4 separate regions of the Mus musculus genome follow, and all the other regions are linked to region 1. A link is a contact called in public promoter capture Hi-C data. All regions are on one chromosome and are shown on one strand. Each heading gives the region's core, a stretch centred on a gene start, on an enhancer-like site or on the middle of the called end of the contact. The rest is flanking DNA. Distances are from core to core; before and after follow the strand shown.

Region 1 (5,532 bases), core at 1,835-4,334:
GATTGTCCCACTTGCCCAGAATAATGCACTTTACAATAAATGAATAAATAAGTTTGCTTTTAGCTTCTACCTCTTCTATCCTTTAAAATATCTACATAATGATACAAGAGTAAAGCAAAGAAGCTGGGACTGTAAATGCAAACGTTTAAAAATGTCAAATGACATGTATTTACTGTGTATGGGAGTGTACACACACACATGCATGCATGTACCCATGCTAAGGTGCAAGGGTACAGATCACAGGACACCTTTTGGGGACCAGTTCTCCCCTTCCACTGTATGGGTCTGAGAGACTGAACAAAACTTGTCGGGTTGCAGGGCAAATGCCTTTACCCACTGAACCATCTTTCTAGCTCATCAAACTTTTATTTTATTTTTACATTAGAGAGGGGGACACAGGGTAAGGGGTGCCAATCAGCACATTCTCTGAATAGGGTCTCAAAGACCTGTCACTACTTTGGAAGACTATCATATCAATGGAAAGACTTCCCTGTGGAGGGAAGGCCTTCAATCTGCCATCTGCCCTCCACCCGTGTGTCCCTCTGGACTGTAAAATACCAGATTTTGTTAGGAATGAATGGACTGTTTGTTCTGATACAAAGAAAGGCCGACTACTTACCGGTCCTACGCAGTTGAGGACAAGCTTTGCCTGTTTAGCCATTTCATCAAGTGAGGCTGGATTACTGATATCACAGATTATGACTCCAACTTCAGATGATAGTGATGGTCTTCCTAACGTTAAAAAACAGAATCACGTCATTCAAGTCCAAGTCAACGTGAGACCTCCTAGATCACCTGCCTATAGTGGTCAGTGATGGCAACCTTACACTGAAGACTTTCAACCATGAAACCTTTATAATCTGTTAATATGCTGAGTAGATGCCTGTTCTGACTTCCTTTCCATCAAGATGTCTCTATTACAAAAACAGCTCCTAAACAACTATATCTGACCCAATTATAGAGAGGAGGCCGAGGCCGTCAGCACTCGGCACCATGAGAATTAAAGAGGACTTGGAGGCCAATGCACTTTTTAGTAGTTTTAAAGAATTATTTTACTAAATTGTGTGTGTGCACATACGCACGTCAGTGCAGGTGCCCAAGGAGACCAGAGGTAGCAGATATTCCCTCAAGCTGGAGTTCCATGGGGCTGTCAGTCACCCAATGCAGCTGCTGGGATCCTCAGCAAGAGCAGTACATGTTCTAACTGCTGGGACACCTCGCCAGACCCGTGATTTCATTTTTAAGTAGTCCAGCCTATATAAAATCATCCAAGCTTATAAGGAAATAACTGGAACTAATTGACCCAATAGAGCCATGCAAGTCTCCACTGATTAAGGCACTCTCTGCAAAGCTGCCTAATTTGGGCAATGTAGATGGTAAGGAATTAGGTTATAATTATACAGCAGTGGTTCTCTGCCTTCCTAGTGCTGTGACCCTTTAATCCAGTTCCTCATGTTGTAGTGACCCCAACCATAAAAATTATTTTCGTTACTAATGTATAGCTGTAATTTTGTTACTGTTGTCAATCATAATCTAAGCATCTGTGTTTTCCGATGATCTTAGACAACCCCTATGAAACAGTCATTCGACCTTCAAGGGGTCTGCAATCCACAGGTCTCTGAGAACCACTGCTATACTCTCACTGAGGGAAAATAAAAGGAACAATGTATTTTAATAATGGCCTGTTTTCCAGAAAACAATAAATGTCCAAAACTTCTCTGTCAAGGTTCTGTGTGTTAGCAATGGCAGCACAAAACAAAAGGCTGTGTTCCCTTGCCCTGACAAGGCTCAGTGTGGAACCATAAAACTGAATAGAAAGAATGAAGAACAAGTATGACTTGTCCTGGGTGGAGATTTAGTTGCCAAACTCCAAGGCTATGGGGTTCTAAGTCGGGTGCTTCCCCAAAGCAAAAAGGTTGGGTGTGTGTGTGTGTGTGTGTGTGTACACGCAAGAGCACCCACGTGTCCCTCCTCACTCCCATGTGTGCATCACAACACTTAGGACAAGGCCTAGCATGGAAAATACTACTCAATCAACATGTTGACTAGAAGCTGAAAGAATAAGTAAACATCCAAAACTTAAAAAGAAAAAAAAAATTCCCACATTTTTATTAAGAATAAGACGACTGGAGTGGAGGGTGGGGGTGCGAAGAGGCAAGGGCATCAGTATGTCCAGGTCAGCCCACACTGCCTCAAGCAATTAAAGTGAGAACTGCAGGCGGATTTCGACAAGCAAAAACACAAACTGAAAACCAGAAAAACACACACACACAAAAAAGCAAGCAGCTAGCGGGGTAACTCAGAAGCACGGTGTATATGCTTACCACGTTCAGAAGTGCTGAGCTAAATCCGTATCACCAAGCCACAAAAATAGGTGCACTATAATATTGCTAGTACAACTCAGCTTTCTTAATTGTCCCCAAGAGACAAACTACAATGGACCTCCAAGAAATCCGTGTCTTATTTCCCTTTCCCACAAGTACAAGAACCCTTCAAACCCATCAGAACAACAGAGATGGACAGAGGAGCCACTGAAGTTCTGAACTCTCTCTCGACAGTGGAGATCCCCAAATTGGGAGGGAGAGAAAAGCCTTTTCTTCTTTTTTTCCTTTAATTTAGGAGCGGAACAAGGCCCGGCCCGGCTCGGCCAGGCGAGGCGTCCGGTCCTCCCGCAGGGCTCGATGCAGGCGCACGCTAGGGAGACGCCCCTCGGCGACCTGCGCCCAGCCCGGCCCGGCCCTGCCCACCCCGGCGACCCCGCCGTGTTACCCAGTTTCTGGGCAGCCTTCTCCAGCACTTGCTGCAGCTTCTCCTTGGAGCGACCCGCCACGGCCCAGGGCAGGCGGGAGCTCTGCTCCGAGGCTATCTGCTCCCGGGCCACCTCCTCCGTCACGAACTGGCCGGTGAAGCCAGAGGCGCCGAACACCACCAGGTGGAAAGGCCTCTGCTCCGTCGCCATGACGAGTCCACAGCGAGCTGCAGCCCGGGGCGGGCTGAGTCCACCGCGCCTGCGCCTCAGGCCGGGACCCCAGTACCGGGCGCAGCAACCGCCGCTGTCCTGGCCGCCGTCGGCGCGGCTACAGCGCCCGGCTCCCTTCGGCCCACGCGCGGGCCACGCCCACAGCCACGCCCACGCCTCCTCGCGACCAAGCTGCTGCGCCGCATCCCGGGCCACCGGCCGGTGCCGCGCCGCCACATCCGGCTCGGGCTGCACGTCCGCTTCGGTGGCTGACAGGAGCGGCCGACGGCCCATTGCTGCCCGCCGCCCGGCTACCCGCATCAATCTGGCCACCCGAATCATCGCGTCCTCTTGGTTCCCCTGAAGCAGAACCAGGGCGGGCCGGTTCTTCCCGCTTCTCTGGGGGGATTGCGAAAAGAGACGGCCGGGGGGTCGCCCACGCCGAGAACTGGAGCTTGGAAGTCGGTGGCGGAGGAGAAGCTTATTAGCAATAAGGAACGCTGGTGACCCGAGCTGAGAGCATTGGACTGACTGTCTGTCATCCAGCCTTTCTGATGGTGTCAGAGACCATTGCTTTGGGCTAGGCTTCCTTTAAAAAAATTTTTTAAATTATTTTTAAGTTTGTTTATGCGTCTGTATGTCTTGTCTGTGCACACGCCCGTGCCACAGGAGCCAGGGGACAACTAGTCTAGGGATCAAATGTCAGGATCAGCAGTAAGCACTTGTGCCTACTGAGCTATTCTCGGAGCTGCTACAGACCAAACCTAATCGTGTTCGTTGAGACTTATTGTAGAAAGCAGAATGTCCATGGGGGTGGGTACAGCAGCTAGGCCAGGGTATTTAGATGACCACTATCCCATGAAGCCTCTCATTTGCCTTAGTGATTTTTTTTTTTTTTTTCTGTAAATATCACTTGACTTGAATTCCGTTCTGGATTTCTTAGACCCAGCTCTGGTTTTCAGGGCTGCCCAAATTGCTGATTATTGTTGAGCGTTGTTTGTTTGTTTGTTTTCCTTTGTCTTAAGCTTGCTTAAAGTTTTGTTGTTGCTTTTGTTTCCAGACAGCTTCTCTGTGGCCTCAGAATCTGGGTCCTCCAGTGTCAGTCTCCTGAGTCTTTGAATTACAAGCCTTCCACCCCACTTCCCACCCCACTCCTTTTCTTTTGTTTTTTTGAGACAGTGTTTCTCTTTGTTAACTCTGGTGGCTGTCCTGGGACTCTCTTGGTAGACTAGGCCAGCCTCCAGCTCAGATCCACCAGCCTCTGCCTCCTGAGCACTGGACCAGCTTCCCCTGCTGTTTTTTGTTGTTGTTGTTTTGTTTTGTTTTGTTTTTAATGCTCTAGTTGGTTTTCTCTCACGATCAAGAAATTCTTGGGGAATGAAGAGATGGCTCCACAGTTAAGCACACTAGATGCTCTTCCAGAGAACTCAGGTTCGATTCCTAGCACCCACAAGGCAACTTACAGCCTTCTGTAACTCCAGTTCCAGGGGATCTGGTACTCTCTTCTGGCTTCCTCTGGTACCGGGTACTTACATGATGCACAGAAGTACACACAGGCAAAACACACACACACAAAACCAAACAAAAAGAAAATATCTGATAAATTAACTTGCAAAGAAGAAGAAGTTTGCTTAGGTTTGCAGTTTGTGTATTTTCAGTCTTTAGTCAGATGTGCCTGTTGCTTTGGGTCTCTGGGCCTCTGGTAGTCTTTCTGGATGCCGGTGACTGGACTTCAAGGCAGAGAAAATTACTCTTATGTGCATTGGTGTGAGAGGATCAGGTGCTGGAGTTACAGACAGTTGTGAGCTGCCATGTGGGTGCTGGGAATTGAACCTGGGTCCTTTGGAAGAACAACCAGTAGCCCTTAACCACTGAGCCATCTCTCCAGCCCCCACAAACTACTCTTTTCATGGCCATGAAACAAAAGTAGAAGGGGCTGATGGCTCCTACATTCTCCCCTGTAGGCATCTCCCCAGTGATTTAAGGACTTCATATTAGCCCCCACCAAAGCTTCCACTACCTCTAAACTGCAGTTTCCCAGAACCTCAGGGTCCAGACCTAACACAAAGACTCCAACCCGCAAAAGAGATACTTCACACACCAAGGCTGAGGCCAGACTGTTTTGTGACACATGGTTATAATCCCAGCACTCGGGAACCAGAGGCAAGCAGATCTCTGTGAGCTTGAGGCCAGCCTGGTTTAGAGTGAGTTCCAGGACAGCCAGGGCTGTACAAGAAACCCTGTCCTGGGAATAAAGAAAAAAAAAGATTCTGAAAGTTCTACACATGCCTACTACGTGGGCCTGTAGTGGACATTCAACATCAAAGCTATAGTGTGCTATAGATATATTTTTGATTGTGAGCCTAGCCTTTAATGGCTGAGCCATCAAAGCTGGTTATTGTCTGACTGTAACAGAAAGTAAAAATAAAGGAAGACAAAGCTGGTAACATGGTTGGCACCACGCTGGTCCAAATGAAAACTGCAGGCACGTAGTGTCTGGGGAGATGTCTCCATCAGAAAAATCTTTCTAGCTCATGCTGGAGATATAAAACTCCTCCTGAATTTAATTTTGT
Region 2 (5,532 bases), core at 2,157-4,656, 1.2 Mb before region 1:
GTACTACAGGGGACAGGGACACCCTACAGAGTCCTCCTCACTCCTTCTTGCTTCCCTGGGCGGGGTTTCTTGTAAGGAGTTTCCCTGAGCTGGGTGGGGCCAGCGTGGACACCGTGGGTGACTCCAGCTTCACTCTGTCCAGAAGGGTCTTCTTAAGGGCAGCAGGAGACACCTTTTCTTGGTCAGCCATGGACTGCAGTTCTCTGTAAACAAAGCCCCACCAGGAAGATGATAAACCTCGGAGCCAGAGCTTTGCGCCTTCCCCAGCTATACAGACCCAGACTCTCAACCCGACGCCACCAAGACTCAGAATCCCAAACCAGAGAAGCTCCAAGCTTCTTAAGAGTCAAATAACTAACAGGGGATATCCCAGTCCCCCGGTGCGATCCAAGCTAGGTACAGTGTTCCAGTGATATCGGTGACCACACAAGAAAAAAAAAAAAAAAAAAACTAGGGGAAGTTATAGAATTTGAAGCCAGTCAGCAGTTGAATCCCATCTCCATCATTTAACTGTTTGATCTCGAATGTACCCATCTACATAAACAAAGTTAATCATAGCCATCAGAAGTGCGCTAAGAACTAAGTAGAGAAAGGTTAGCAAACCCTTGGTTAAAGGAAGCTTAAAACTGTGGTTATCAACAGAGCACAGACTCTGACCGCGCTCATGAAATCTTCAAGAGTAACACCAACGGAAGAACTCAGACAGGGGAGAGCGAGAACGCGCACCTGGTTCGGATACAGGAGGCCTCAACCGCATTGATGAGCAGAGAGCGGAAGCCCCCACTCTCCAGGAAGTGCAGGGCATGGATGGTGGCCCCCCCAGGGGAGCAGACGTTGTCCTTGAGCTGGCCTGGATGGTCCTCTGAGTCCAGCAGCATCTTAGCTGCTCCCTGAGATACAAAGCAGCATTAGACTCAACCCAGGCCCAGCTCGGTGCCCCTCCCCCAAAACACAACCCTAAAACCAACCACCAACCGCGCAAAGACACTAACCAGCAACGCCTGAGCTCCCAGTCTGACCGCCAGGCGCCGCGGCACGCCCATCTTCACCCCACCATCTGCCAGGGCGTCCAGGGCCATGAATGCCTGTGGAGATATTCTCTGAACACAGGAACCAAGCATCCGCGCACCCACACACCACAGGCGGCTTTCTCAGGTGACTGGGACCAATCCTGAAGGTCAGCTCCTTCCACCAGCCAGCCATGTCCAAGAGATGTGCCGGCTGCCCTCTCTTCCGCCAGCCCCTCCTGCTGCCCAGGATGCATGCAAGCCAGTGGGCAAGTGAGAACCACTCACATAGGCAGGCCCGCTGCCGCTGAGCCCGGTGATAGCATCAATGAGGTCTTCCTCCACCTCTGTGCAGAAGCCCACACTGCTCATCAGCTGCTCCAAAAGCTTGCCGTCTTCCACCAGAGCATGGGTGCCCGTGGCATACACGGTGGCCCCCTCTCGGACCACCACGGGCGTGTTGGTCATGCAGCGGATCACTTTGGGGGCCGGCTGGAAAGCCATCAGCTTCTAGAGGAGGAGAGCAAGCCAACTGAGTGTCCAGGACATAGCTCCCTCGGATCTGAGCCACTCCCAGGCCACCCCTCCTCTCACACAATGGGCACCGGGGCAACAGCACCTTCTCCACAGAACTGATGGTGACCCCGGCTGCACAGGAGACCACGATGTGCCTCTCCTGCACGTCGGCTCCAATCTCATCCAGGATGAAGGGGATGATGTGGGGCTTCACAGCCAGGAACAGGACGTCGCTGTGCCGCACAGTGTCCTTATTGCTTCGGGTCAGATTCACACCCATCCTCTGCAGTAAGGAGTAGGGGACCCTGTCCGTAATGCTAGGTAATATGGCTGAGCCCGTGCCACCCATAGAATAGCAGACCCTCTCTGTCAACTGTAGCCAACACTCTGTTCTGTGCCTTCAGGGCTCCGTGACTATCCCCAAATGGCAGCTTTCCTTTCCTGCCACCGGACAAATAGGTACAAAATGGTAAGCTGCTCCACCATGGCCAGGAAAGTGGCTGTCCCCTCAACCCCAGCAATCTCGAACCTCTCTGCCAGGTGAGAGAGAACTGATGGAAAGAGCTGAGCACCCAGAGTCTGGAAGCAGAGCTGCAAAGCCCACTCCCAACCTCACAGCTGTTTACCGGAGTAACAAGTCTCCACGGGGCCCCCTCTAGGGCTCTGAGGTGCATAGCTGGGGTCCTACAGCGTTGGGGACATAAGCCTATACTAGGCACAAACAGTATCCACAGTGCTTCATCTGCTCACCTGTCCCACATTGGCCAGATGTTAGAAGACTTGGGACATTAAGCTTTATTGAATAAAGAAACTACGTAACTCACCAAGTCCCCTAGCAACGCTGTCATTTACAACATCGGTAAGCAGAATTTTCCAGACTTAGAAGCCAACACGGGCTATGCAGTGAAATTCAAAGCAGACTAACAAAAAGAACCTTTTTTTTTAAAGAATTATTTATTTATTATATGTAAGTACACTGTAGCTGTCTTCAGACACTCCAGAAAAGGGCATCAGATTTTGTTAAGGGATGGCTGTGAGCCACCATATGGTTGCTGGATTGAACTCAGGACCTTCGGAAGAACAGTCTGTGCTCTTACCCGCTGAGCCATCTCACCAGCCCAAAAAGAACCTTTCTTATATGCCTACTTTCACCCCAGTAGGATCCGACACTAACTTTGCCTGGGAGCTCCCACCACACAAGGCTGCCTCAGAGAAGGTGCAGGGCTTACAATGATGACTTCCCTAAAGGAGAGTCGGAGCCTGCCAGACTCAGGGCATCTCCGGACACGCTTTTCCTGGGCCTCTTCCTCTTGCCCACTTCCCTCCATCCCTCCTAGCCTACCCTGAGCGCAGACACCGTGGGCAGGTCCATATCCGGGGAGCTGGCTATTATCTTGTGAGCCGACAGGACGCCTACAGAAAACAAAGTTTTTCAACTGTAGATCATGGCCCAATCATGCAGTCCATCAATGGAAGCCAACAGCAGCTCTAGCAGTGCCGGCCTCCGACGCTATGCTCCCAGCAGATGGATGCAAATCTACCATCCATTCACATTCACTCATCGCCCACCCACCCACTCACTCACTCGTTCACTCTGGTGAGAGGGAAGGCTGACCACGCGCTCACCCGCGGCCGTGAAGCCCCGCGCCAGAGCACAGGCCAGCTGGCCTGCGCCGATGAAACCCACGCTCATGGCCGCAGGATCCCGGCGAGCGCCGATCCGGGGACTCTGGGGATCCCGGGGTCAGTGTCCGCGCGTGGAAAAAGATGGACCCGAATTGCTCGGAACAGCTTTCAAACCGGGATGCACCAGATGAACTGCTAGAGAGGCCCCAAGTATCCCAGAGCATCCACCGCCAAATACGCAGCCTCCGGTTGGCCACGTGTCCAAGGCAACCAATCCGAGGCTCGGGTCTGGGGCGGACCAATCGGCATCGCCGTCAGGCCGTGCGCCCGCCTCCTGATCGCGCAGCGGGTGGAACCTGTTAGCTCCGCTGGTGCGGGTCTGCTTGGCCCTGCCTGGGACACTGGTAATTCCTGGTTAGAAGAGTTGGTTTCTAACTCTGGTTCAGGAGTGAGATCTCCAAAACGCCTATTAGAGATGTACCCCTCATGGACACCAGGCTACAGCTAGCCAGCTTCGGCATGCTCCTTCCGAAGTAGAACTAGGTAGAAAAGACGAATTACTAGATCATGATTTGTTGATTTATTTAGTGATTTCCTTAAAGCACTGCTTGCACGGCCTGTTGGCCAAGCATGACTTCTCTTGCTACCCGGAACAGGGCGACCTGGAGAAACAGCTGAGACAGTGAGAAATGACTGCTTGTTTGTCCACCCCACCTTGTGGTTTTAGAGTATACAAAGAGACCCAGCATCGAAGCTTTTCAGGAGCTGTCCCGAATCACCAGTGACATCTCCTCTCTTCCATTAGAATTGTATTGTTTATTCCCAGAAAGATTTCTCGAAACATGTCCAGACGCACCAGAGGGCTCAGGAACAGCCACAAGTTGGGTTTGACTTTTGGAAAGTGTTTCACTATGTAGCCCAGGCTGTTCTTGAACTAGTGACCTTCCTGCCTCATCCTCTTGAGGGATGGGATTATAGGCGTGTAGTACATACATTTCTATAGTATACCAATCATAAGCAGTTTCCCAACGCCACCGAAACGTTATTTTACACAAGATTCTAACGTGTATTTATTCCATTAATGGACGAACCAAACAGTTAAAGTGGAACGATTTTTTTTTTCTGGCCAGAATCTCTTGCTTTGTTGCCCAGGCTAGACTTAAGTTCCTGAACTCAATGGACCTTCCTACCAGTCTTCCTAGAATTGGAAACTACATACATACTATCTGCTTTCTTGTATTCTGCTACAGTGAGGTAGATGAATAGCTACCTTCCCACCCAGCCATTTGGGACACACCCTCCAGGAGTGCCCCACCCTGACCCTACCGTCCAGCCCTTCCCTTCCGGACCTCCCAGCCAATAGGAAAACCAGTTCAGCCTCCTCCCTCCCCTCTCCCCGGGTTCTCCGCCCCCAGCATCATTTTTATCAGTGCCTCAGGGCCTTCACCCTTGTCTTATCCTTAAGTAACACGCCTGCCCCTTCTGAGAATTAGGAAGAACCAGACAATGGGACAGAGTACTGAGGTGTCCCAGGCTAGGCAGATGGCCAATCTGCAGCAGCCAACCCTCCCTTAGCTCCCTGTATTACACAGGAATCCATGTCTATTACCCAAAAATTAGGTTCAGTAGAAAGCTATGTCTTTCTTTTTCTTTCTTCTTTCTTCTTTCTTCCTTCCTTTCTTTCTTTTTTCCTTTCTTTCTCTTCTCTCTCTCTCTCTCTCTCTCTCTCTCTCTCTCTCTCTCTCTCTCTCTTTCTTTTTCAGTATTTCAGATGAAACCCCGGCCTTTTACATATCAGGCGTGGGCTCACCGTCTTCAGTCTCACCATCGAAGGAGAACCAATATGACAGTTTTTGGAGAATAGCTCTCTATTTCCTTTGAAGACATCTGAGAATAGATTTAAATCTTGATGTCTTTGTTAGAACACTTCAGCGAGATAAGCCAGGACAGGTTGTGCAGATCTTGCAATGGCTGGAGTCTAGAGGCAGAGGCAGGATGTTTGAGAGTTCCAGGCCAGTCTGGGATATATGACAGAAGAAACCCTGCCTCGAAAAAATAAATTATGGGCTGGTGAGATGGCTCAGTGGGTAAGAGCACTGACTGCTCTTCCGAAGGTCCTGAGTTCAAATCTCAGCAACCACATGGTGGCTCACTACCATCCATAATGAGATCTGACACCCTCTTCTGGTGTGTCTAAAGTCAGCTACAGTGTACTTATTTATAATAATAAATAAATCTGTGGGCCACAGCAAGCAGGGACTGAGGGAGCAGGGTTGATCAGAGCGAGCGGGGCAGACCAGAGTGGGTGGGGTTGACCAGAGGAAGCAGAGGTCCTAAAGTCAATTCCCAGCAACTACATGAAGGCTCACAACCAGTTAAAGGG
Region 3 (5,532 bases), core at 1,327-3,826, 1.1 Mb before region 1:
CCCCGGGTTCTATTAATTCTGCTTTTATATGCTTTTCTCTCTTTGAATTAGTGCCTGATATACTTACAGCAGCCTCTCACTGTTATTGCCAAGTAATAATCCACACAGAAAAGTGCCTGAACAGCTTTGAGCATTTAGGAACTGAGCAAACTATCCCCATTGATGCACTTCCTTCTGTAAGGTGACTAATCAATATGGGTTCTCCAAAGACTCTTGCCACTCAGAAGGCAATTTAAAATAATCTGTTTAAATAATTAAATTTTAAATGTGAGTCCAGTGTTACATAATCCAGCTTCTCTATGTAGAGCTTGATTCTCGCAGTTAAATTTCTAGGAATTTATATAGCAACAATAATTTAGAATGAGGCTCCTGACCCACAATGCTAAATTTGCTGCCCGTTACACAATTTTTTAAGTTAGTTAATCAGTTTGTTTAGGTTTTTGTTAACTGTTGTTTTAAGACAGGCTCTTGCTATGTAGCTTTGGCTGTCCCAGAATTGTGCTGGCCTGGCTGGCCTCGAATTCACAGAGATCCACCTGCCTCTGCCTGCCTAGTTCTGGGATTAAGTGTGAGACACCATCTCAGTGTTTTCTTCTCTTTACGAAGATACTGCTATTTTCAAAATAGATGGGCTCAGATGAAATACCTCTCCACTCCCTTTGTTTCCCATGCAGCAAAATCAAAGATTAGAATAGAAGTTGGTTCTTTCTGGCTCTGGAGCCATATCTCATTGGTAAAGAATGCACAATGCTCTTCCCAAGGACCCTAGTTCAATTCTCAATACCCAAGTCAGGCAGTTCAGAACTTCCTGTGACTCCAGCCCCAGGAGATCCAACACTTCTGGTCTCCTGGGGGACCCACATTGACACTGATACATACACACTCACTCACTCACAAAAATTAAAAATTCTTAAAAAATAAAAAAGAGAGAGAGAGTTAAAGTTGGTTTGTCCCTGTTTCTTGCAGCTTATGTTATTAAAATGCAAGTTCCAAAAATTAACTTTTAAGGGCAAGCACTGCTATGTGAACTGTACAGAAACCAGTGGATTCGCATTTATTTACGACAAACTCTAAAATCAAATCGGCGACTCAAGAGTTAAAGTGATCCTAAACTCATTACCACACAGGAAAGGCTGAACTCCTCCAGCCATGGCAAAGAACAGCTCAAGGGTAAACTTTAAAATACTATGAATTTAGAGTAACCATTTATTGTTCTGGAAAGTTTCATAGAATCTCACCTAGTTTGCACAATGAAAGTTGATTTAAAAATAAAACTACCTTCACACGGGTCACTACAGTGAACAACTCAACTTTAGCTGGTGAACTAGGCAATCCGAAAGCCCTAACTCTGGGAAGCTTGTCATAAATATGGGGTTCTAGAATGCAGGTGGAACCTAGCAACCCCTTTAAAGTTTCATTTGCCCTTATCTTGCTTTGTTTTCCCACGCAAGAACCTAAATAGCCTTTAAGAATCAGACTATGAGTCAAGCTCTTTCCCACTGACCAAATCTTGTGACTGTTACCTCCAGTATTAACTAGAGAAGAAAAAAGGCAGGAAATCACCGCACATCACAATTTTGTTTTAAGAAACAGTAGAGAGAGAGAGAGAGAGAGAGAGAGAGAGAGAGAGAACGAGAACTTCGCGCTTTAGTCTTCATCATTCACTTCCATGGTAGAATTTCCTAGCCACTTAGAAGTTACTAGAACACAGTGGCCATCACTTACTCACTCAGGCAAAAGGGAATAAATGAACTTAGTATTTTACTTCATCCTTCGCCACATCCCTATCGCCTAATGATCATGTCCCACACACGCTCACGGTTTACAAGGCTAGAAAAGGGATGTGTGGGACCCAATACAATTTTCTTCCACTAAGATAGTTTTTTTTTCTCTCTTTAAAAATCGCTTCGATGTTGTCGTGAGCCGTGAAAAACCGATACATAACAAAAAGGCGAAATCCATCCCAGAATAGGAGCCCCGGGGAGCGCGCGCTCCTGTCCACTCTAGCTCGTGGAAACCAGAAAACTTAAACCAGGTGGAACGCCCCAGCAACTAGGCGACACGGGCTGCTAAACCAGGGTTCTAGGTCTCTCAGGGGTGTGACCAGGGGCCGGACCGGCAGTGACAAACTCTCGGTGCCACCAAGGACGGACCGGCGCTCCGGTCACCCCGGCCTAGCTCGGGTGGGTGGGGCAGGCATGGCCGGCCCGCAGTCCCGCAGGGGCGAGTGACCCGCTCACTTTTGTAGAAGCGCAGCGCCAGGCCGTAAAGCTCCTCCAGGCCAAAGCCCCAGTGCTGCTCCATCCGCCGCGCCTCCTCGGCCGCGCCCTCAGCCGCCGCCTCCCCGGGCTCCCGCTGCTGCCCCGAGGCGCCGGAGCCCAGTCCATTCCCCGGGGCCGAGGACGGCGGCGTCTGCGGCGGGGCCCCCTCCGCGCCGGGCCTCTCCTCCGAGTCCGGGCTCAGCGTGAGACCGTCGAGCGACACCTCGAGCTGCTCTACGTTCAGCTGCGCCGCCATCTCCGCTCGCAGCGCCTCCTCGGCGGGGACAGGCGGCGGCCACGTATCGACTTCCTGCTGACCTCTCACCTCCGCTCGCCGACACCGGAACTTCCGCCGCCAAGGCGGCTGGGGTTTGAAAGCGCCGGGTGCCCCGCCCCCGAGCGTGTGGGCCACGCCCTCCCGTGCCCTCGGCTTGCTGGGGACCTCACGCCCCTCTCGGAGAGAGGCTCACCCCACCGCCGTGGCCGTCCCAGGGAGCCGGGACGTCCCGTGGGGTTCGTGGCGGTCCGCGTTGGTCGGGGGTGTGTGAGGTGAACCCCAAGCAGCGGTGTTGGGGGTGGCTGCTGGTCGCGTCCGACCCTGCAGGGGACAACTGCAGAGACATCTGTGCAGAGTCGCTGTTGGGAAGTTGCAGGCCAGTTACGGAGTCTCTTGCAACTGCCAGACGGTCAGAGCAACTGCCGTCTTCATTTTAAAGTAGAAATCAGGCTTTCGTCCCCTGCAGTGTTTGTCCTCTCCCTTAATTTATGTTCGTTCTCCTAAGGGAGGGAACGGTTGACTATTTTATTTTTTGCTATGTAGCTCAGGCTGACTTTGAACTCACTCGTTAGCTCAGGTTGCCCTTGGTCCTCCTGCCTTAATCTCCCGAGGGCTTTGACTACATGTGCAAGCCATCAGGACTAGCAATAAGGACAGCATGAGGCCAATTCAGCTATCCATGCCACGAAAGTGTAGGACCAGAAGACAGAATCTCTGCAGTGTCGGGTATAAGAAAGTAGGAGGTAGTTAAGGAGAAACAGCCAGAGTACATAGCACTCTCCTTTCTGTTTGCTTTTGTTTTTTTTGAGACATGGTTGTAAGCTACATAGCCCTGGCTGTCCTGTCACTATGAAGGTCAGACCAGACTAGCCTCAAACTCATAGAAACCCACCTCCCTCTGTTCTCGAGTGCTGTATTCTGGGATTTTTGGTTCCGTAGCAGAGTCTTCCAATTCATTAAAAGTGAAAAATTGTAAGATTTTCATGCATACACTGGGCAAGCACTCCAGCTTAGGGCTCTTTCATTGAGCTGAATGAATGGATGAAAGCACACTTCAATTACATACAGTATCAGTTCAGCTCAACATGATTTAAGGACTACCTTGTATATCATATACTATGGAAAATACAAAGGACAGTAGTCGTGTCCTACCCCTCGGCATCATGGTCCAGGAGGTGAGTCCGTGCCAGAGCACAATAGTATGGCCAGGCTGCTGGAAGGTACCTTCTGCCTCAGCACCTGTGAGCGGGTTCCCTAGCTTCTGTTTCCTCTTGGTTTGTTGAAAACACTGGAGTCATGAAACTATGTGTTAATATGTGTTTCAAGAGGCTGTGACATCACCAGAGAGCCTACTAACCCATCTTGAAGTTTCTGTCACCTCTGTATAGTGTCAACATGGGACCCAAGACTTCAATACATGGCCTTTGGGGGGCATTCCATTCCCAAAGTACAGTAGTGTGTAAAGCAAAATGTAAAGGAGTTGGGGAGGATTGCACACCTGTAATCCCAGTGCTTGGGAGGCAGAGGCAGGCAGATCTTTGAGTTCAAAGCCAGCCTGATCTATAAAATGAGTTCCAGAACAGCAGGGCTGCACAGAGGAACCTGTCTTGAAACAAAACAAAACAAAACAAAACAAAACAAAACAAAACAAAACAAAAAATCAGAAAGGCTTTGCTGGCTGGTAGTTTTTAATAAAATGTGACCACCATTATGTGCAACATTAAAATATACAAGAGCCCTTACCCTAAGGGGAGCTCACAGGGTAGAGTGTGTCCCTGGAGTTGACTAGAACAATTGGTATCTACTTTAAATCTGAACTGTTTGGTAGCCTGTTAAAATCTGGAATTTTAATGTCATATCATCAGGTTTCTGGCTTACCTTAAAATGAAGCAATCTACTGGCTATGGGCCTAATGCTGGTGGTTAATGATATTAGCTGGTGTTATGCAGGTTTTAAGATGTGCCCTAAGTTCACAGCCATTTACTGTCTTATGTGACAGAGACTGTCCAAGCTGTTATCACGGGTCACATGACAAGATTGATTGCTGTAGTTATCTGTCTGGTCACTTCTCTTAGGCTGCTTCTGCACTCTAACTACATACCACAGCCTGGGTGGTTTATAACTAACAGCTCTTTGTTTCTGACAGTTATTACAGCTGAGATGCTCAAGATCAAAACACTGGTTGTTTTGAAGTCTGGTTGGTGTGTAGCAGCTTCCTCTTAAGATTAAAACAGTCTGTCCTACAGGAAGCTCCTTAAGCAGGGAGGCAAACAACTCAAAATAGCTTCAGGAAGTTTCTGAAACTGACCAGATTCAATAGATCCCTCTGGTCAGAGTAATTCACCTCAGATCAAAAGAGAGCTGAGCTAAGAAGGAGACTTTGAGACCAGATCAGCTGCCTGGAATAAGCAGACCAGCAGCCCTGCCTGGAAGACATTTAGACCAACTGCTGCACCTGGAAGGACCCTCTTTAACTGTTGAGCTGCCTGCAGCCTATGCAGTGAGCTTCAGGTTCCCAGTCTTGTGAGCTGTCACCCATGCTAGGGTCAGCCTTAGAGATGCAAGTGTCATTTCTGCTCTGTAAGAACCCCTCACCTATATTCCTATAAGCAACTCCAATAAAACTCATAGTTCACCAAGTTGGATTTGGGTGGTATCTGTGCTTTGGTTTGTTGTGGGATCCCAATCTGGGGTGAGTAGACCTGTGTGTTACCTCCCCAGGAAAGGTTTTGTCACCCGACACTGGTTAAGGGCCCACTTTCTGGTCTGTATGCATCCATGTTCTTGTTAATAGTTTCACACAGTGGAAAGAACGGAGAAGCTCTTTGTGGCCTCTAAGGATGGTTAGCTCATGAGGGTGATAACCATATGAGCTTCCCTAACACTACATTAGAGTGTCATTACATGGGGGTTAGACATGACATTCTGTCTGCAACACCATAGCAGGTGTGTGTGGCTTCTTTAGACAGAAGAGAGGCTGGGCATTTCGGGAAA
Region 4 (5,532 bases), core at 1,387-3,886, 1.0 Mb before region 1:
GCCTGCCATTATTTCCCTCAGTCCGTTTCCCTGCCCTGTAGGGTTCTTCTGGGGCAGACAGAAGGTGGCAGAGGACAGTGATGGACAAAGGACCCGGGAGGATTTCCACGTAGCAGGTTGAAGAATTCCTATAGCTCAGAACCCAGCTGAGTCTCTGGGAGGCTCGGCTGTCACTGACAAACTCCTTCTGGGAGCAGTAGTCACAGACTCTGGTGTCTTCTCAGGCTGGTTTCCTGATCCCTTCAGGGACAGCAGTGCAGCAGCCACTGAAGCTCCTAGGTGGCAGAGACCAGGCCACCTCTCTTCCCAAGATGACTGGAACCCAGTGTTCCCACAGAGTCATATCTGGAGATCCGCTTGGCACAGCACCTGTCCAGGTCTTTGGGCTTTGATCTGGATTGTAGTGTATTTCTTGGAGAGTAAAATGGGAACACACACCACACATCACACATCCACCACACACACACACACACACACACACACACACACACACACACCTACTATATAAGAACATACATAAGCACAGCCATAACATTTTATTTTGTTTTCAAATAATTCATTTTTAATAATGGATTATAAAACTGAGTGACAGGTTGGGTGTATAATTCAGAGATAAAGCCCTGGGTTTGAGCCTCAGCATCACAGAAAAAAAGAGAAGAATAAAAGTAGGTGTGAACTTTCATGTTCAAGAGGCTGAGACAGGTAGATCTCAAGTTCAAGGCCAGCCTGGGCTATCTCGTGAGACCCAGTCTCTGAATTGATGAACAAATGGCAGAAGATGTAGCATAGCCCTTCCAGTGCTTGTCCAGCATTTACAAGGCCTTGTTTGAGCCCCAGCATTGCATAAAATCAGGCATTGTGTGGAATGTCTGTAAAGAGAGCTTTGCATCCTGGAAGTCCATCCTTGGCTACATAGAGAGTGTGAGGCTAGCCTGGTATACACGAGACCCTGATATATGTACGGGGTAGGAGTAGAAAAATAAAAGCATAGAAAAATCAAATTCTGATTTTTCCATTCCATACACTGTGAAACTGAAAAACTGTCAAAGAAATAGAAGAAGAAAGAAAGGGAGAGGGGTTGGAGGTGTGTGTGTGTGTGTGTGTGTGTGTGTGTGTGTGTGTGTGTGTGTTTGAGGGGAAGGGATCAGATGGAAAAGCAGGCCTGGGGAGTCTTAGCATCCGCATAAAGCAGGAGGCCAGGACACTTCCCACGACTCCCCAGCTGGTGGACAGGTCAAGCCTAGAACTTGCCGATCACTCTGTGCTTTGACACTTGGGATAATTGCCCATAGTAAAGATATGGCCACTTGCTGCTCTTCCAGAGGGTCAGTTCTCAGCACTGTATCAGGTGGCTTACAACCCATTACTTCCCAGCACTGTGTCAGGCAGCTTACAACCCACTTCCCTCTTTTGGCTTCTTTGGGGGCTCACATGCGTATTAGTAGACAGGATGCACTCATGGCCAGCACATATACTTTCTCCTATGATACTTCCCATTAGCATTGAAGACGTTGCAGGAACAGGTCCTGGGCTGGGCTGTGGAATACCCCTTCCTCTGCAGGGAGCCCCTTTGAGGCCTTGCAAGCCGTGCTCCTTGCCCTGCCTGCCTCTGCACCCTTCTGCTATAGTGCTGCATGCCTCTGATTTCTCTATGAAGCAACTTGGCTTCTGTCTCAACAGATGTTCCCTGAGGGTCTTGCTTAGGATTTTCCAGTCACTGGGTCCTATTCTCAGGACCAGAGGGTAAGGAGGTGGGGAGAGACTTATATGAATAAATGAATGCATGTGTGCACTAGGGGAAGCAGATATAGAAGTCACAACTAAACTACAAATCCGCATAAAACAAACCAGGAACCTCAAATGAACCCCAGGGGACAAAGGAAATAGTAATGGCATCAGAGGGAGCAGAAACTTCAAGGAGTGGCATCAGAGGGAGCAGAAACTTCTCGGGTTCTGAGCACTGTTGGGATTCTTTAGGAGCGCTAACCCCGTACAACTTCAGCCCGTCCAATTTACAGCATTCTTGTTGACAGGTCACAGATACTCTAGGCAGGAGCAGCGTCACTGTTCAGGATGTGTGCCTGTCCCCTTTGAGATCTCTTTATCTTCACCCCCCCTTGGATTCAGGATGTGTCAGGGTGGTTTGCCGAGGGCAGGGCTAGGCTGTTTAACCAACCTGGAGTAAGGTCTAGCACATAGCAGGGGTGGTAAATAGCGCCTTTGATGGTGACAGGCGGACAGCGGGCCAGGCACAGCGCGGGGGACCTACGAACCAAGCCCCCAAGAGATTCAGGCGCTCTTGAGAGGTCTTCTGGCCCAGAAGAGGGGGTTCTGTCCAAGTCCGGCCTGCACTTGGGGCGACCCCACCGGGGCAAAGCGGTTCGAGGTATGTGGATTGGTGGTTGGACTGGCTGGCGGATGGGCGGAGAAGGGACGGAGCGGCCCGGACTCAAGTTCGCGCCTCCCTCATTCCGTCCCCGGGTCAGCGGAAGCGATTATTCCCGCGGCGTCTGGCGGGGCTGGGGCGGGCTCGCACCCCGAGGAGACGAGACGCGGCTTCCCTGCACCCACGCCTTTGATGGCGCCGCCGCCCCCTCCCCGGCTCCGGGCCGCTATAACTGCAGGCGCGCGGGGGTACAGGGAAGCGTCCGGGAGTCATGGCCGCAGCAGGGTCCCAGCAGCTCCAGTTCGCAGAAGGCGCCGCTTTCCCCATCTTCCCCGCCGCGCATCCCGGAGGGCAGCTGCTCCCAGCCATGCGCCCAGCCTCTGGGCTGCCCGCGGCGCCCCACGACTCTCGCGCCCCAGCAGCCACGCAGTGCTTTCCAAACCGCGACTCCAGTCCCACAGCGCAGACCCCCGCCGGCCTGGATCCGCCCGGACCCTCCAAAGGCTCGGCCGCCCCGTCGGCGCCACAGCGCCGCAAGCGCACGTCGTTCAGCTCGGAGCAGCTGCAGTTGCTGGAGCTCGTCTTCCGACAGACCATGTACCCAGACATCCACTTGCGGGAGCGCCTGGCTGCGCTCACGCTGCTACCCGAGTCCAGGATCCAGGTGAGTCGCGGTCGCAGCTGCGCGTTCCAGTGGAGGTGCTGGGAAGTCACAGGCTTGTTGGGCCATTTATTCTGTGGGGGAAAAGTTACTCTCTTTGAACCTCATGGTTCTAGACTGCAAACTGGGATGTCAGTTAAGGCCGCGTTACCATGTGATTGATCTGGGCAGCTAAGGGGCTTGCGGACCCATTGAAAGGTCCCAGCAGGAAGGTAGTCATTGCACTCTTTCCCAGCGTCCAGTAAGGAGAGAGAGAGAGACAGAGACAGAGAGACAGACAGAGAGACAGAGAGAGAGAGACAAGCCTTCCTCTGGCTTTGATTCTAAGTAGCAGAGCAGGGTTGGATCACCTTCAAAACAAGCAAGAACTTCTTGTCACTTTGAAAAAATATTGCAAAGTGAGTTTATTGTCTGAGGTCGATCATTTAGATCAGAGTTTTGGAGATGATAGGGAGAAGCCTCTCTCTCTCTCTCTTGCTCTCTCTCTCTCTCTCTCTCTCTCTCTCTCTCTCTCTCTCTCTCTGTGTGTGTGTGTGTGTGTGTGTGTGTGTGTGTGTGTGTGTGTGTGTGTGACTGAGACAAGTTCATGCTGCGTAGTCCAAGCTGGACTTCAATTCACAATCCTTCTGCCTCAGCTTCCTGGGTGCTTGGATTACAGGTAGGTTCCCCAACACCCAGTTTAGACGCTTGCCTCAGGAGGGTGGACATTTAGTGTTTATTTTTTTCCTGGACTTAGGGTGACTACTCAACTGTCACTTTTTTACCCCCTCCAGTCAGGGTTTCTCTGGGTAGCCCTGGCTGTCCGGGAATTTGCTCTGGAGACCAGGCTGGCCTTGAAATCAAAGATGTGCCTCCTTTGTCTAGGATTAAGGGGGTGTGCCACTATCTCCTGGCTTCAACTGTCACTTTCAGCAGTTGTCACCCTGGGCTTCCTATGCAGAACACGTTTGTGGGGAAATAGTAAAGACATTTACACACAGAAACGAGCTTCACGGAGGAAAAATACCTACTGGGATTGAAGGGGTATGCTACCACCACCAGGCTGAGACCGTCTTTTTTTTTTTTTTTTTTTTTTTGGTTTTTCGAGACAGGGTTTCTCTGTATAGCCCTGGCTGTCCTGGAACTCACTTTGTAGACCAGGCTGGCCTCGAACTCAGAAATCCGCCTGCCTCTGCCTCCCGAGTGCTGGGATTAAAGGCGTGCGCCACCACGCCCGGCTTTCTTTCTTTCTTTTTTTTTTTAATGTGTAAAATGAAAAGCAGACAAACAACCAAGTATAGCAAGTGTAGACAGAACCAGACAGCATTCCAGCTTTGCATCTGAGAATGATGACTGAGAAGGTTTGGAGCTCTGAACATCAAACCATTGGTTCAAGTGCTTTCTGTAAGCCCCAGACTTTGAGCAGAGAGTCAAGGCTAATATGCAGTTTTATCGGTAGAGTGCTTGCCTAGCATGCACGAAACCCTGGGTTCCATCCTCAGGTACCACGCAAACCACTCGTGGTGGTGCAGCCTGTAACCCCAGCTCTGGAGTGGAGGAAGGAGAATCATAAATTCAAGGTCAAGGTTCTCCTTGGCTACAACCCGAGGTTGAGGTCAGCACTGGCTAGAGAAGCTATCTCAAGCAAACCCCCAAACAAACTAACAATAAAAACCCCAACCGGAAGCAGCTGAACAGTTTTTTTCTCCTCTTGTCCCCCAGGTGTGGTTCCAGAACCGACGGGCCAAGTCCAGGCGCCAGAGTGGGAAGTCATTTCAGCCCTTATCCTCAAGGCGGGGAGTTTTCCTCCATTGCCCTGCTCCTGGGACTGAAGCTAGGTGTTTGAAGCCTCAGCTGCCCCTGGAGGCAGATGTGAACCACGTTCCGGATCCCAGCATGACTGGAGGAGGCGTCTGCACATCTGGTTCTCAGAGTTTTGAAACGTATTCGTCTCTCTCTGAAGATATTGGCTCAAAGTTGGACTCCTGGGAGGAGCACATCTTTTCTGCCTTAGGTAACTTCTGAGGATTCTGGGAGCGTTGAGGATGCACTCAGGGAGATCTGGGAGATTGGAGCTGATCTCCTGACTGGCCATGGCCTCGGTTCTGGATCATCTCTCACATTTTGGTTCCCTTCTCTGACACTGAGCCTTTACTGCTGGCTTGTTCTCGGTAGCCACCGAAAAGTCACCGTGACTCTCCAAGACTGCACATTATAATTTGGTCCGCATCCCCTGGGCCTTCTTACTAGGGTTATTCCTATTTTTCAGACTGATTGTTCAGAACTTGTTTTCTTCATAAGAACCTTCGGCTTGACTCAGTTTCCCCACTTTCTCGGCAGCTGCTGTCTTCTTGTAGTCCTAGTTGTAAGTGGGTTCACACACTCTATCCCACATCCTGTACTCTGGACTCATCACCAAGACTCATTACTCTTTTTCACTGAGTCTTTTTGTTTTGTTCTTGACCTTGCTGTGTAAGGAAGGAAAGATGCCTCAAACTCCTGTCCT

Evidence for each region. Promoter capture Hi-C pulls out the DNA fragments that hold promoters and counts their contacts.
Region 2: a promoter capture Hi-C map of liver shows a contact between it and region 1, with 2.4 times the contacts expected there. The contact joins the promoter of Pycr2 here to the promoter of Sccpdh in region 1. A contact is called at or near these places in 2 of 39 promoter capture datasets (liver and pre-B cells).
Region 3: a promoter capture Hi-C map of hippocampal neurons shows a contact between it and region 1, with 2.8 times the contacts expected there. The contact joins the promoter of Acbd3 here to the promoter of Sccpdh in region 1. A contact is called at or near these places in 4 of 39 promoter capture datasets (hippocampal neurons, liver, pre-B cells and 1 more).
Region 4: a promoter capture Hi-C map of hematopoietic stem and progenitor cells shows a contact between it and region 1, with 4 times the contacts expected there. The contact joins the promoter of Mixl1 here to the promoter of Sccpdh in region 1. A contact is called at or near these places in 5 of 39 promoter capture datasets (cranial neural crest, hematopoietic stem and progenitor cells, hippocampal neurons and 2 more).

What each region holds. Positions count from the first base shown.
Region 1 is chr1:179,665,783-179,671,314 of GRCm38.p6, reverse strand. Sccpdh (saccharopine dehydrogenase (putative)) reads right to left here and starts at 3,084. Exons shown (of 12, transcript NM_178653.3): 1 at 2,770-3,084; 2 at 620-732. The coding sequence starts at 2,959.
Region 2 is chr1:180,902,148-180,907,679 of GRCm38.p6, reverse strand. It overlaps Pycr2 (pyrroline-5-carboxylate reductase family, member 2), which reads right to left and starts at 3,406. Exons shown (of 7, transcript NM_133705.2): 1 at 3,150-3,406; 2 at 2,866-2,936; 3 at 1,627-1,806; 4 at 1,296-1,517; 5 at 993-1,085; 6 at 727-890; 7 at 1-203. The coding sequence starts at 3,216. The coding sequence ends at 38.
Region 3 is chr1:180,723,087-180,728,618 of GRCm38.p6, reverse strand. It overlaps Acbd3 (acyl-Coenzyme A binding domain containing 3), which reads right to left and starts at 2,576. Exons shown (of 8, transcript NM_133225.3): 1 at 2,241-2,576. The coding sequence starts at 2,517.
Region 4 is chr1:180,694,138-180,699,669 of GRCm38.p6, reverse strand. Mixl1 (Mix1 homeobox-like 1 (Xenopus laevis)) reads left to right here and starts at 2,636. Exons shown (of 2, transcript NM_013729.3): 1 at 2,636-3,050; 2 at 4,749-5,532. The coding sequence starts at 2,658. The coding sequence ends at 5,051.